Regions from separate parts of the Mus musculus genome. Here regions 1, 2, 3 and 4 are each linked to region 5. Evidence: chromatin contacts called from public promoter capture Hi-C data. All regions are on one chromosome and are shown on one strand. The core of a region is the stretch at or near the end of the contact, and the rest is flanking DNA. Distances in the headings are between cores, read along the strand shown.

Evidence for each region. Promoter capture Hi-C pulls out the DNA fragments that hold promoters and counts their contacts. Capture Hi-C pulls out chosen DNA fragments and counts their contacts.
Region 1: a contact with region 5 is called in a promoter capture Hi-C map of liver, with 2.4 times the contacts expected there. The contact joins the promoter of Fnip1 here to the promoter of Skp1 in region 5.
Region 2: a contact with region 5 is called in a promoter capture Hi-C map of liver, with 2.9 times the contacts expected there. The contact joins the promoter of Hint1 here to the promoter of Skp1 in region 5.
Region 3: a promoter capture Hi-C map of liver shows a contact between it and region 5, with 2.9 times the contacts expected there. The contact joins the promoter of Mapk9 here to the promoter of Skp1 in region 5. A contact is called at or near these places in 1 of 39 promoter capture datasets (liver) and 1 of 9 other capture datasets (liver).
Region 4: a promoter capture Hi-C map of liver shows a contact between it and region 5, with 4 times the contacts expected there. The contact joins the promoter of Cdc42se2 here to the promoter of Skp1 in region 5. A contact is called at or near these places in 2 of 39 promoter capture datasets (cranial neural crest and liver).

Annotation. Positions count from the first base shown.
Region 1 is chr11:54,436,677-54,439,487 of GRCm38.p6, reverse strand. Fnip1 (folliculin interacting protein 1) reads right to left here and starts at 1,309. Exons shown (of 18, transcript NM_173753.4): 1 at 1,100-1,309. The coding sequence starts at 1,191. LOC115487771 (a long non-coding RNA gene) reads right to left here and starts at 1,093. Exons shown (of 2, transcript XR_003949675.1): 1 at 581-1,093.
Region 2 is chr11:54,865,027-54,867,817 of GRCm38.p6, reverse strand. Hint1 (histidine triad nucleotide binding protein 1) reads right to left here and starts at 1,435. Exons shown (of 3, transcript NM_008248.3): 1 at 1,218-1,435. The coding sequence starts at 1,328.
Region 3 is chr11:49,845,361-49,848,291 of GRCm38.p6, reverse strand. Mapk9 (mitogen-activated protein kinase 9) reads right to left here and starts at 1,541. Exons shown (of 12, transcript NM_207692.2): 1 at 1,317-1,541. It overlaps Gm36507 (a long non-coding RNA gene), which reads left to right and starts at 1,995. Exons shown (of 4, transcript XR_003949545.1): 1 at 1,995-2,077.
Region 4 is chr11:54,786,322-54,789,140 of GRCm38.p6, reverse strand. Cdc42se2 (CDC42 small effector 2) reads left to right here and starts at 1,438. Exons shown (of 6, transcript NM_178626.3): 1 at 1,438-1,581.
Region 5 is chr11:52,230,471-52,233,567 of GRCm38.p6, reverse strand. Skp1 (S-phase kinase-associated protein 1) reads right to left here and starts at 1,573. Exons shown (of 6, transcript NM_011543.4): 1 at 1,450-1,573.

The DNA of each region.
Region 1 (2,811 bases), core at 60-2,559, 2.2 Mb before region 5:
CAACTGTCAGATGACTACGGCACAAGACATTTACTTCCCATTACGAAGAAAAGCCACTGCCATGAAAATTCTTTTGTTAAGCTTGTTTCCAAAACGGTAACTGACCTTTTTCTCCCATTAAATATCAGTTAAATTACTTGCCATTTGATATTCAATCTCACACATTGTTTCCTGATGGGATCTGTATTATTGACAGCGTGGATAATTTGAAAAATATTAAAGCCTCTAAGACTTATGTAGTGCAGTCATCTGATACTTGGGCTTGCTGCAAAATTTGACACTGTTTCCCTTTTACTATTACTGTACAACTGAGTTCTCGGCCATACAGCCAAGTTTGTCTGATATGTGACATTTGGCCTAGTTACATGCGAAAGTTTCCATAGCGCATTATGGAAGACAAAACAATATCTTCTTCAAATACAATTCCACGGCTGAATTTAACCATTGAGCTAAGCTTCTATATATCTGACAATTCTAAAAAGTTACTGTACCAGCAACAGGTACTGCAATCAGAAAGAAACAAAGCATGCAATCACAAACAAACACACACACACACACACACACACACACACACAGCTACCGTTTTCCATTTGCAAGAAACTCCTTTTCAGTAACAGGTGTAAGAAGGGAAAGAAAATTCGACAGTAAGTTCTACCGCAAGTCCTCCTCGAGTCTGGTCAGTAGTAACCCTAACCACTTCGGTTTCGCATTTCTCCTTCGATAACACTAAGGTCGCTCGGCAAGAGAACTGCACAGCTCCAATTTTAGTTTCCAAGAAGCCTGACAGACCGCCAGCCTGCCCACTCGCTCCTCCAGCCTCCTCAGTGCTCCGCAGGTTGGCCGAACGCGCGACAGTCTGCACAAAGCCACCCGAGGGCTGCGGATCACAGGGAGACAGCAGCTCCCGGCCGGGCCCCGGAGGCCTGCGGTGAGGTCGCAGCCCGGGCAGCGTGCGGACCGACAGCCTCCCGAGGCCGCCGTGCTGGGGCTGGGGACGCGGCGCGTGGCGCGGGCGGGGCATAAACAGCCTAGCGAAGAGGGCAGGGGACCGCACGCCCCGCCCGAGGCCGCGACCCCTCGGGGGCCCGCGACGCCTCACCTGAACGCGCAGTCCGGGTCGCGGGCGTCTCGTCCCGGCGCGCCTAATCCGCTCCGCTTGCTGAAGAGCTTCTGGAACAGGGTGGGGGCCATGCTGGCCGCCGCAAGACTGGGGTCGCTCGGCTGGGAGCTCGCAGGAGGCCCCCCGCTCCTACCGCCACCCCGCCACCCCCATGGGCGCCTCAGTCATATGACAGAAATTAGTCACTTCAAACGGCCACGGCGCGCGGGGCGGAGCGCGAGATTGAGGTCGCGGCGATTGGCTGGCGACGAGCCGTATCACGTGGCAGCAAACTGAGCGGGGGGCGGGGTGGGGGTGGGGAGGCGGGGCCGCCTGCCATTGGCTGGCTCACGGGTCCGTCACGCGGCCTCTCACGGGGCGGGGCGTGCGAGGGCGCGCGCGGCTGGGTGGCAAGAGAAAGCCTCTGGGACCCAGGCCCGCCTCTGACCCTCCCAAACTGCTAGGGCTCTAGGAGGAGACCTAGGTCTGTGACTTGAGGTGCGGTTTCCATTGACGCCCGCACTTAGTCTCTAGGAAGATCTAGCGACTGGGGGCTCAGGCTCGATCTCCTTGGTAACCAAAAAGATCACAAGCAAAACCAAGAGAGGCAAGCAGCCGTAAAAAAAAAAAAAAAAAAAAAAAAAAAAAAAAGACATCTATCTAAAAATATCTAACCCTTTATGCTAAGTATTTAGAATTTGAAAGACTGCGGTTAAAGAGCTCAGTAGTTAGAGGCCCTGGGTTTGATCCTCATCACCAAACAAGAAGTTTAGCAAAATGTCTAAGAGAGACAATCAGAACTTCCATGAAACAAAGCTGTATATCTTTAATATCTGGGTATGAGGAAAGGAGGAACTGTAACATTGTTACCAAATGGCAAGACTGCTCTCAAAACGGAAAATACAGCTCACGAACATCCTTCCAGTCTTATCAAACCATCAGTGTTCAGATCAAATTCGTCATCCGTTTACCAGGATGAGGGATTTCGTACAGTGGAATGAAGTTCTCTGAGAAATGTGGATGAATGTGGGGAAATACTGGTGTATGTTTGCAAGGGTAGACAAAGACGCTTGAGAATTTCACTTAGCTAGACATAGGAACCAAATCTTTAAGAAGTTGTCAGCTGATCTGCAGTTGAAAAAAAATAAATAAGTAGCCCTTATTTACATGGGAAAAAGAAAAAATGCCGGGCAGTGGTGGCACACGTCTTTAATCCCAGTACTTGGGAGGCAGAGGCAGGCAGATTTCTGAGTTCAAGGTCAGCCTGGTCTACAGAGTGAGTTCCAGGACAGCCAGGGCTACACAGAAAGATCCTGTCTCGAAAAAACAAAACAAGAAAACAAAACAAAAGAATAAAAGAAAAATTAGCAGGATATTTTTATATCGTTAATAATTTATCACTGGTCAGCATGTTGAGCTGTTACAACATGTTACAAAGTCTCATGTTACAAGACTTTTTTATATTTATTGAGACAGGGTCTCTTGCTGGCCTGGAGCTCACCAAGTAGTGTAGGATGACCTTTCTGCTTCATCTTCTTTGACAGCACAAGAATCACAACCTTGCATTCCTTTGCCCATCCTTGAAGTAGATTCTGGGAATGGAATGCAGGTCTTCTTGTTCACACAGCAAGCACTTCATCTCCAGAGCTGCCTTCTGAAGGTGTTGGAGGAGGAGGGAGAAGTCTCCAGTTCACTCTCCTGTCTCCACCGCT
Region 2 (2,791 bases), core at 186-2,685, 2.6 Mb before region 5:
GTCTCCATATAGGCCAGGTTGGACTTAAACTGATTCTCTTCCCTCCACCTTCCAAGTGCAAGAACCACAGGATGCTGGTTTTGTGTTTAAAGCTTTTTCTTTCTTTCTTTGCAAGTGTTCTGTTTTGCTTTGTTTTTGAGTTAGGGTCTTATTCCATAATACAGGCTGGCCAGTCTTATGGATGGTGGGACTGGGATTACAGAACACACTAAAAGACTTGCAAACTTTGTAAATGAAATGGGCCTTTTTCTAAGACTAGTGACAAATACAGGCAATTTAAATAAAACTCACCTCAAGAACCCAATGAAATTTGGAGTACTATTTCAAGTCTATGTGAACATTACCAGTAGCATTAATGCTTTCTCATATTGCATGTTTCTTAAAGTGAACTGAACAAACCCGTATAAAACCTTTTGGTCAATGGGCCAAGCTCCCACCCTGCTTTATGTGAGACTGAAAGCCATAAACAGAACTGTCTAGGGAATAATTTACAAAATTGGTCTTCACTATCGACTGAGATTTCATCTATCAAGGAGGGGAAAAAATACAACTTTGGATCTTGCACCATAAATGTTTTCTCCGATCAGCAGGGTGTGGGCTGCCTGCAATCCTTAGCATATGGGTGGTGGAGGCGGGGGATCAAGGGTTCAAGGTCCGCCCCAGTTAGTTAGTCAGCAAGTTCATGGCCTGCCTAGAGTAGTGAAGCCGATCTATTAAAATAAAACAAACAAAACACCCTAAAGCAGTATTTTTTTAAAAAGCTTGAAGGGCTAATTCCAGTCCCCAGAGGCAACGTCTGCAGCCGGAGCAGGGGACAGGGAGCATAAGGATCTCGAATCCCCGGTCACCTCGCAGTGCGGGGACCGCTGCGCGCGGGAGATCGCGGAGATTGCGCCGGGGGCAGGATCCGGTTTCCCGAAGGCCAGATTGACACCCGCGTGGTGGGTGGCGGCCGCGGGCCCCGGTGGGCGTCACCCCACGGGTCTGCACTTTACAGGGGGCCCGGGCGGGCGTCACCTCCCGGGGCCTCCGCCCGCATCACCTCACCAGGGCCGCGACACGCGGCGGGCCGAGCGGCCGATAACGCGTAACCCGAGCGCAGGCACGCGCCGCAGGGCCACGCGGGCGCAGGGCCAGGCCAGCCGGGCCGCGCGTCGCCTCAGGCCCGCGGCTCCTCAGGGAACGCCGGCGTGTCGCCGGGCAAGCGGCAAGCCTACCCGGTCGTCCTCGAAGATGATCTTGGCGGGGATTTCTTTGCGGATGATCTTGCCGAAGATCGTGTCGCCGCCGGGCTGGGCCACTTGAGCCTTGGCAATCTCGTCAGCCATCGCGGCCGCTCACTGTCCTTCCCGCGCCGCGGCCACAGTGGGGAGAGGAACCGCGGGAGCGCGCGGAGACTGCCGGCTCGCGCCCGGTGGGCCTGCGCGTGCGCACTGGCGCCGGCGTGCGGCGAGCGAGGGAACGAAATGGGCGGAGGAAACGCCCTTTCTTTGCCTCTGCACCTCTATAGGAAATTTTGATTTGCCAGTTCTGGGAGGAGGCTCGGCTTGGTACAGTGCTTTCCAAGCGCGTACGGAGTTCTAGGTTTGATCCCTTCCTCTCACGAGCCCGGCTTGGTGCTGCACGCCTGTAATCCCAGAGTTTGAGAAATGAAGACAGGAGGATGGAAGAGTTTAGTTCATCCTTCTCCACATTGTTTGAGGCCAGCCTGGGCTACCCGAGACCCTGCTCCAGAACAGTCTGGTTTCTATTTCAAGTTGTTCTGATCACATTTACTGGGTGTGATACCTTAGCCTTCCCTTTTTTAATTTTTTAAAAAAGATTTTTATTTTATATGTAGATGAGTATTTTGCAAGCATGTGTAAGAGTGAATCACATCTAATGCTTTGGATCCCCTGGAACTGGAGTTACAGTTGTGAGCCATGTGGGTGGAGGGAACTGAAGCCTGGTCCTTTCTGCAAGAGGAACAAGTGCTCTTGACCGTGATCGTTTAAACCCTCAGCTGTTTGAGGCCTTAGCTAAGAGCCAGGTGAAGTCTTACATCAGGTGGGGTTTTTTTGTTTGTTTGTTTCTTGCTGTGTGTGGCAGCAATTCTCAGTCATAACTACACACTAAAAACCACTTGGGAGCTCTTTAAACATCTCTGGCCACACTCTGCATCAATTAAGTCCAAGACTGCAGAGATGAGACCTTAGGTGGCAGTTGTTTGTAAGCCTCTTGGGCCATTTTCCCCGGCAGGAATCAGCTTCAGGTAAGATGCTCCACCTGGAAGAAACAAAAAGTCTTCCTTGGCCCCACCTCCACCCTTCCTCCTCTCTATCCCTTTGCTCCTCCTAAAAAGTGTTTTCTACATATGGTGTGCACTTTGTCATCATTGGTCCTTTGGGTCATTTCCTCCTTGTCGGGATTAGGCAGGACCTCCAATCAGCGTTCTCTAGACAATCGCAGTTGTCATATAGATCTGTTGGCCTGGTTGCTACAGTTGTTACCCTTGTCTTCTTTCAACATCTCACACCCTTGCCCTCTGGATGTTGGTTTTTTTTTTTTTTTTTCCTGCACGCTAAGCCTCCATTTCCATACCTCATTAGATTTTGTTCCTGGCCCTCTTATCTGACAATCTCCAAGTGGCCATAGGAAGAAACCTTGGGGACTTAGAGAGATGGTTCAGCGATCAAGAACACAAACTGTTCTCACAGAGGCCAGCACAAACATCACAACTGCCTGTAACTCCAGCTCCAGGGAAGTCAGATGCCTTTGGCCTAGCAGGATGTCTTCAGTCACCCATGGACAT
Region 3 (2,931 bases), core at 292-2,791, 2.4 Mb after region 5:
ACTGTGTGCATGCCAGTCTGCTCTATGGGGCTCCTGGACTCTCTGGGGGACGGTACCCTGTTGCTATCTCCTTTGTGTCCCCAGAGCCCAGCAGAAAGCATGACCTAGATAATACAGAATCCAGTAGATAACTCCTGAATGTGTGGAAGGAAGCCAGAGCAAAACTCTTACCAAAACGTATTTTTTTTATCACAAATTGTTCTGACAGCTACTAGAAAGAGATTAAAAACATGAAAATATTTCACAAAGTGAGAATCAGCGTCTGTTTGCTTACAAGTTTCACAAGTTAAAGTCACCAACAAAATGGACAAAGCAGAGATAATAATAGGCAGGGATGGTCTTACTGTTCATTCACTGATCTGACTTTACAGATGAAACAACTACCTGTACTCACCATGCTATACAAAAAGGACGGGGCAATAAATCAGATAGCATCAATCCAGAGTAGGTACTGGATGGAAAATTAAAGAAACTGATGAGCGAGAATGACTAAGCGAGGGAAAAGGGTGGTCAAGCTAGGTAGGCCTCGCCTATAACAAGACACTGAACCACAGGAGGAAGCGATGTGAGAGAAGACAGCTGGGTAAAAATCTTATAGACAACTCTGAACATAGAGAAATCGAAGTGCAAAGGTCCTGAGGTAAATAAATGATTTTGGCATGCCCAAGGCAGGTGAGCTTAGGATAGGAGAGCAGAGATCTGCTTCTGTTAAGAGGGGAAGGAGTGGCGGAGGAGGTGGGCAGGGCCCACTCTGGCTTTGCTGGGCACTGAAGATGAATGACAAGGCTCGGGAGGGGGGGCAGAAGTGGGGGAGGACTCTAAGCGGATGAGGGGGAGTTCCTACGACACTCACATCAGCAAGGGAGCATTTATTTACCCACTCAGATGCTCTCAAATGTGCGCCTTAGGCTTCTCTGCCCTAACGCTTTGAGACAGTTACACTGCCCGTTAACAACCCCGACCAAACCCTAGACATTCTACCATTACTCCCGAGGGGAAAGCAGAGGGCCAGTGAGGGTCGCAGTCACCGCCAAGGTCGCGGGGACCAGAGCTCAGGCTCCAGGGCATGCAGCGGGGTGCAGCGACGTGCCTCACAGCTGGAGGAAAGGCGCCCACAGATCCCTGCGGGCAGGTCTGCTGGGGCCCGGCCAGACAGCCGGCCTGCAGCCCTGGGGCTGCACACACCAGGCGGGAGAGAACGACCGCGGAACCGTGGATAGCCGGGCAGTACCGAGCAGTCCACCCCCTGAGCCCCGCACCCCAGGCCCTGCGTGGCCCGAGCAGCCCCGCCAGGCCTAGCCGCCCGCCCGGCTCACCTCGGCTCCGCGCCGCCGCGCCGGAGGCAGAGGGAGGGCACGCTGGCGGCGATGCGTTCTGGCGGCACCCAGCTCCACGACCTGGACCCGGTCGCCCCGCCCCGCTCTGCTCCGCCCCGTCGCCGTCGCAGTGGGTGTGAGGGGCGCGGGGCGCTGCGACCCTTCCGGTCCGGTTCCCTTCTGCTCCGCTGCTGCCACCGCCGCCGCCGCCGCCGCGGCGCTCAGTCTGACGGATTCTTAGGCCAGCCAATCAGAACTAGGATATCCAGACAGGCGGGACCAATTGAGACTGGGGGTGGGCAAGGCTGGGCAGTACGGGCGTGGCTGGAGGCTGGGTGTGGGCGGGGCCAGTGGCGCGCTCTGGATGCCCTAGTGCAGAGTGGCGCCCCCTAGGCGGCTCGCCGTCTGACCGTCTGCTTGCTGGAAGAGCGTCCGCCAGTGTGCACAGAGTTAGGGATCCAGGTCAAGCTAGGACCGTCTCCTGAGCCCGCCCTCCAGGGCCAGGAGACCCGCATGCGCCGGAGAGGGTGGGCCAAGGGGAGCCAGAGCCGGGGAGGGGCGAGGCGTGACTTTGCGACTACAGTGTAGGAGCCATTGTCAGGCCTCGGTTGTAGCAGGTGCAAATGGAGAGGCGACTTGGAAAAGGACTAAAGACAGCCGGGTTAGACAAGAGTTCTGGGCATGATCAAGGACTTGAAGCCTGGGAACCTGGAGTACAACGGCCCCGGAGGAAGAACCAGGACAAGCCGCGGGGCCTTGGGGTTTGTTTTTCACTAAGGCAGATGCCACACTGAATGGGATCATAACAGGGGTGCGGCCAGATGTCCAGAAGGTGGGGGTTGGGGAGACGGTGACCATGACCCTGATGAGTCAGTGACGGGTATAGCCTAAAGAGGCCTCTTATAAGAGACAAGTTTCTGCTTTGGTGTAGAGGGGTGAGGAGGGTGTCCGTCCAGTGCTGAAGGGCTTCTAGACAGTGGGTCTTTAACACTGCTGCTTTTGTTGACGCTTCTGCAGACCTCTGGCTCTCAAGTAGGTTCCAGAAGGTCTGAGGTGAATCAGATGTTTGGAAAACTCAGAATTTGGGATTCTGACTACTCTGTGTTTTGATAGAGAGGCTGCAAGTGAGACAGGGACGTTGAACACACTGAGGGAAGCTACGAACAGGTTAGGCTGAGGACTGGTCAATAAGGGATTGGAAAAATGGAGACAGTAGTTGACAAGTGGTGTCTATGGTGGTAGAGCTGTAGTCACAAGATGCCAAGGAGGAGCCAGGGAGAAGGACTCTGCGTATAGGAAGATCAAGAGACTAGGAGGCCCCATGAATCTCCGCAGAATTTGAAGAGAGCTGTGACTCTGGTTTCAAGCACTGAACTAGGGTGGTGGAGGCTCAGAGGAGCAGTAGGGTCGAGAAGGGGATCCAGACAATCACAGTGTCTCTGTCCTATTCTGCTTTTATATTGGTGTGACAAGGCACAATGACCAGAAAGCACTTCGGGGAGGAGAGGGTTTATTTTGGATTAGAACTCTGAGGTCACACTCCATCGTTAAAGGAAGTAGGAAACTCAAGGCAGGAACCAAAGCAGAGGAAGTGGGGGAACGCAGCTCACTAGGT
Region 4 (2,819 bases), core at 189-2,688, 2.6 Mb before region 5:
ACAGCACTGCAGAAATCAAATCCAGCCAACCCAAACACCCAGCTTCTAGTGGGGAAGACAGGAGCAAAATTAACAGAATAAATTGTGCAGACTGTTCTGGGAACAGGAGAACAAGGGCAGATAGATGGGGGAAGGATTGAGCCTGTAGCAATGTAAAGAAGTGGGTTTAGGCTACGCATCATTGTTAAAGAAGATCTGAGTGGAGTTGAGGGGAGAAGGCAGACATTAGAGAATGTCCTAGTCCCTGAGTATAGACTGGACATTGCAAGCACCAGTGAGACTGGAGATGAATTCTGAGACCTATAGGGAAAAAAAAAAATCTCAGAGGCTTTGTCAGCCATTGTAAAGATGTTATCTTCTACAGTAACGGGAACACTGGTGGATTTTGATCGGATGAGACATGAGCTGACTCTCCTTGCGGGAGGATATTCTCCCTCTTGTTTTGACAACACAGTTTGTTGATGGTGGTCAGGGAGGTCATTTAAGAAAGCCACTGAAGTGTGACTGGGACCACGGATGACAGAAACAATGTAGATGAACAGTCTGATTTTCTTTTTGTTTGAATGTAGAACCACGCCAATTACCCTTATGGACAGAATGGATGTGAAATTGAGAATAAGAGGAACCAAGGAGTACTCCAGTTTTGTCACTGAACAAGCTAGAAATTTCCTATCAATAGTGATGGTCATGCAGCTCCCTGTCTGAGTATGTGTGGCTAGATTTCAGTGGGAAGGCGTCCATTTGTTTCTTGCTTCTGGGTGCCTAAAGTGTAAAGTTAATGTAGTCATAAAATGTGGTGGCTGAGGCAGGAGGACTGCTGTGAGTTCCAGGTCAGCCAGGGTTCTACTCCAAAAGTCCTTAAGCTTGTGACATACACTAGTAATCCCAGCGCTTGGGAGACGGAGGCAGGAGGATCACAAGATCCAGGCCATCCTTACCTATATAGTGAGTTTGAGGCCACTCTGGGGCTACAAAAAGGCCCTCCCTCAAACAACGTCAAAGCAAAACCAAAAAAAAAAAAAAAAAAAAAAAACCAAAAAAAAAAACGATCCCACAAGAAGTCACAGAGACGAACTTTTCAAATGCCAGGTAGATATTCTTGACTCTCCAATGAGTCAGTGATTCTGATTCCTTGAAAGTAACGTGATCTGAGCGTGAGAGACATCTGGTGCTGGCCAGCTCTGCCTAGCAGCGCCTTGCTCGCCCGGGCACGTCTACGGCTGGATCCGGACAGGAAGGTGCTGTGGCGCGAGGCAGCGGCATCCATCTTCCCCGTAGCCCACCCAGCGGTCACTCTTTGCGCGCCTAGCATCCCCTAGGTCTCGCCACTCCCTCACTGGGCGGGGCCTCACAGCTACCAGCCCGCCTACTGGGGGGGGACAGGGCGTGTCCTTGTAGTGGGGGCGTAGCCGCGCAGCCGCACACACCGCTTGTGGCTCCGCCTCTGCGCGCCAGAGCCTAGGCGGGAGGGCGGAGCCCGAAGCGGGGAGCGCAGCTGCTTGGTGTGTGGAGATCCTGGAAGCTTCGGAGCCGGCGCTCGGAGCCGCGCGGCTGGAGCAGGCGGCGGAGACAAAGGCGACGGTGAGTGAGGGAGAGGGCCCCACGTTGGCCCCGCCGCCCGAGGCGCCAAGTGTAGGGTCGCCACTCGGAAGGTTGAGGGCGAGCGCGGCCCGGGCCTCTCCGCGCTGCGGACTGGGGCAGCAGACTGGGGCTGCGGACTGACTGAGGCTGCGGCGGCTCCATTTTCCAGTCTGGGCGAGGTCCTCACGCGAGGACCGGCGTATGGTTCTCTTCATTCTCCGTGAGGCCAGCTTTCACCGTAGCCTGCACCTTCCCGATGGGGGAGGCGCTACGGACCCCTCCCCCAGTCCGCAGCCCCGCCAGTCTGGACCGGCGCGGAGCGGCTGGGCTCCCGAACCCCGACTCCCGCCCGGCCTGCCTGGGACCCCGAGAGAGGAAGCCGGGCCACTGCCTCGCAGTCGCTGCGGCGACTCTTACAGGTTGTTGCACCGGGAGCTCGCGGCCACGGTGGTGAGCATTACTAACGGGTGTGGTAGGTAGCGGCTCGCTGACGTCCGCATTTCGAGCTGAGGAGCAGCCCGGTGCCGGCTGATTTCAGGCAACCCTGGGAATTCCGTTTTAGCGGCAGTGATTGCTACTGCCGAGCTTTCCTGGAGGAGTTTGGTAGTGATGTGCAGAGCGCAGCACTGAGACGTTCTGGGCCTGGGAGTACAGCTCAGTGGTAGGGAACTTGCCTTGCATGTAGGAGGCGGCCCAGAGTAGTTCAGTTCCCCAGTACTCCCACCCGCCACAAAAAGAGGGGGGGGGGGGAAGAAAGAAAGAAAGAAAATTAAATGCTCTTAAAGGACCCTTGCTTAGTAAAATATTGATATAATGAATGAATCTTAAAACACCACACAGAACTGTTCCTACTAGTAAGATGAGGCACATAGCTTCTTGACTCAGATAAAGGACTATTGGAAAGAATGCCTAGCAAGTTTCTGTCCCCCATCCCCATGTAAACTATTAATAATTAGTTGGTCATTATTGCCAGCCAGCATAGCAGATAGTACCTTTGAGATGTGAAATTTTTGAGAGAAGTTGGCTTACAGATTTCTGTTTCTCAGCAGGCCTGATTTCTCCTTTTCTTTGAAAATAATTGAGAAAGATGTTTGGGGTGCATTTTGAGGTCTAGCTTTCTATGTAGTAGGAGTAAAGATGTGTGTGGGCTTTGGAGGGACTGTGGCATGGTCAGTCTTGGATCTCTATGAGCCAGGGAGAGAGAGCTCTGAACTTTAGGGGAGGGGATCTAATGTCGC
Region 5 (3,097 bases), core at 324-2,823:
TGTCCCCAATTCCTCAAGTAAACAAGCTTCAAGAAAGGGGGTTGGGAGAGGTAAAGCTTGTTTTACAATCATCCATTGAAATACCCAGCTCCCACTCATCCATGGTTGAAGAGACTCAAGAGTTCACTTTTCAACTAACAAACATGTCTGCAGAACAGAGAAGTCAGAGCAGCAGACCCTCCCTATGATAAGGCAACAATAAAAGTTAAAATAGGCCAGTTTTTAATAGCAAGACACTGTGTTCTTTTTATGATCTCTAGTACTACAATGAGCATTCCAGAACAAGTCTATGTAGTTGATAAAATTATTTTAAAAGACCACCCCGTATTTCCTTGAAATAATTCACAATAAATAAAGATGTGCTTAGTCATAGTCAAATTTAGGTATTAGGTTACTTGCAAGGGAGCCAGGATCTTATTAAATGACAGGGAGGCAATCGGTTAATCTGTAATTCAACGCACTCTGTAATCCTAGACTTCACTTTTGTTGTTGTGTTGGAATTAAGTGCAAAATTTTTAAGTAATAATGTATGAGGTTTCGATTTGATATGCTTTCAAAAAACCCTTCTTCAGTTCTCTAAGCTCCTAGACTTGGAAATTAATCATCCAAGTCTAGCATGAGAATTCTAGTATACCAGACTTTAAAAACAAACCTGTTTTAAGTGACTCGAAATTCTGACACTTGTTACTACACTGCAGGACGGAAGAGACTGCATTGTTCTATGCCACAATACAGTCTACTGTAACATTCTGCTGAAAAACTGAGTCTCCAAACCTGAGGACTCCGTGAAAAAGTGAACCAGAAGGCAGGTTTTAGCACTATCCCTTAAAAAACCCAAACACCTCAGGTTTTAGCGTCAAATGCCACACACCTCAGACGACAGTGTCTATTACAGTAACAAGTTCAGAGACTGCAGAACGTGACAAAACGCAAAGAAACATTGGGAGTCTGTTACCTGCATATTCGGTGGTTAAAAAGGTGAGACCAATAAGGAGCTAATTGACGCCAGATACAGGAGAAAAGGGAGGGAGCCAAGAATCAAATGGCAACGACAGCCACCACCTGGAACGGCCCAGGACCCCTACTCAAAGCCTCGCTGCCCACCCGGCCTGGAGCGCGGAGCAGCAAGCCTGTCGCTAAGGCAGGCCCGGTACGAAGCCTGGGCCTTCCAGTCGCGTTTGGGGCCGACTGACGTCGCCTGCAAAGCGGCAGGCCTGCCACAGGGCTCGACTCTCTTCCCTGAGCGAGCGCCGAAAGGATGGGAGACCCTTGAAGGCCTGACTCGGCCTCCTCGTGCCTCCCGCGGTCCGGGGGTCTGCAACGGGCCGCACGGCGCCTCAGGATACGAGGCCAGGTCGCCTCGCCGCCTCGTGCACTCCACAGCCAACGCGAGGCTCCCACCCAGCCCCTCCCTCGAGGAACGTGTCCGGCTCGCGGGTTGCTACTCACGGTGCTCCGTCTCAAGACCGCAGGCCCGAGGCTGCCGGACAGAGTTCACAACCACAACGAAGTATCGAGAACAAGGCCACTCGAGCGGCGCCGCGCGGCGTCGCCTTTTATAGCAGCGGGACGCAGGCGCCGAGGACCCCGAGCCCGTGACGTCACACAGCCGGCCGGGCTGGCCGTTGAGATCGCCTGACGGCAGTCGAAACACAGGCGGCAGACCCTGAGCGCCGCAGAGGTCTCCTGGAGAGGTGCTGAGCGGCGGCGGGTGGAGGGGTGGCTGGGCAAGAGAGGGACGTCCTCCTTACTCCGCTGGCCTAAACAGCGCCATGCTCTCCTTCAAAGCGGACTCCGGCACCGGCTGGGAAACCATCTCGACCCGAAGGGTCTTTCAGGCATGGGCTGTCTTAAACGGCTTGAAAGACCCCAGTCCTGGAAAAGCCTGGAAACAACAAACCGCAAAACCGGTTGTGGGTGTGTGTTTTCCTTAAAGGAGTCGCCTCAGCCTGACCACCGTTACTCTCCTAATAACCTAAGGAAATAGAATTGAGTTTGCTGACCAGGGGTTCAGGAGTTGAACCTTCTCTACTGATACTGAATTAAATATATATATATATATACATGTATGCCATGTTGAGACAAAGGTGTTTCTTTAACCTAGGCGGCTTAGAATTCTTAAATACTCCTGACATGGTACACCTGCTTATTTGATTTTTAAAGTTTTATTTTCTTTGCATTTTAAGACGGGACCCTGTTTGGCACAGAGTAGCTGTAAATTCAGTATGTTGACCAGGTTGGTCTAAAATTCATGATCTCCTTCCACCTGCGCTGGGGTCACAGGCATTTTCACCACATATATACTTGCCTGAAACTCTTGTTGTTTTGTTTTGAGACAGGGTCTTACTATATAAGGCTTGGAGCTCGCTATTTAAACTCAGATCTGTCTGCCTCCCAATAGCCAGCTTGGAGATTCGAGGCTAGGACCACCCTGTTGGCTAATCTTCACCTTTATTTCCTACCTTTGAACTTTGAAGAGGCTTCCAGGCCCCCAAATAGCCATTGTTGGAGTGAAGCGCCAAGCCTGGAGAGAGTCAATGTGAATGTAGCATGGAGGTTACATTCTTTGGGTAACCATGCTCTAGGCCAATCTGTGAGGCCAGTGCTGGGGATCCATCCAGCAATGAACGGGGACAGTCAGGCTCAACCTGAACAGGCTATGCTGTACAGGCGGCTCAAAGAAGGCTGTGATAAGGTCGCTAGAATGAAACAGCTTTGAAGTAAAGGGAGAGGCCTGAAAGCACCCATCTGGCCTCAGCCCAGCCAGGAAGAGGGCAATTGCCTGCCCTGCCCTGCCCTGCCCTGCTGTGTCTAGGGAGCATCACTAGCCCCACCAAGGCGCCAGGCTCACCTAACCAGTGAGCACATGATTGGTATTCCTGGCACCACGAAGACAAAAGACTTTTCCACACAGGGCCTCCTAAAGAAACCAGAGACTACAGCTTCTCTAGGACAAGACTGGGCAGAGAGACCAAGCAATGGGTTGAATTACCAGGTCTTTGTCTGCTGGTATCCAATGTCTGCCAGGTGCCAGAGTCGATGACAGAAGATGAAAGACCCACAGTTCTCAGGCTTTTTATCTGCAGCGCTGCCTGCC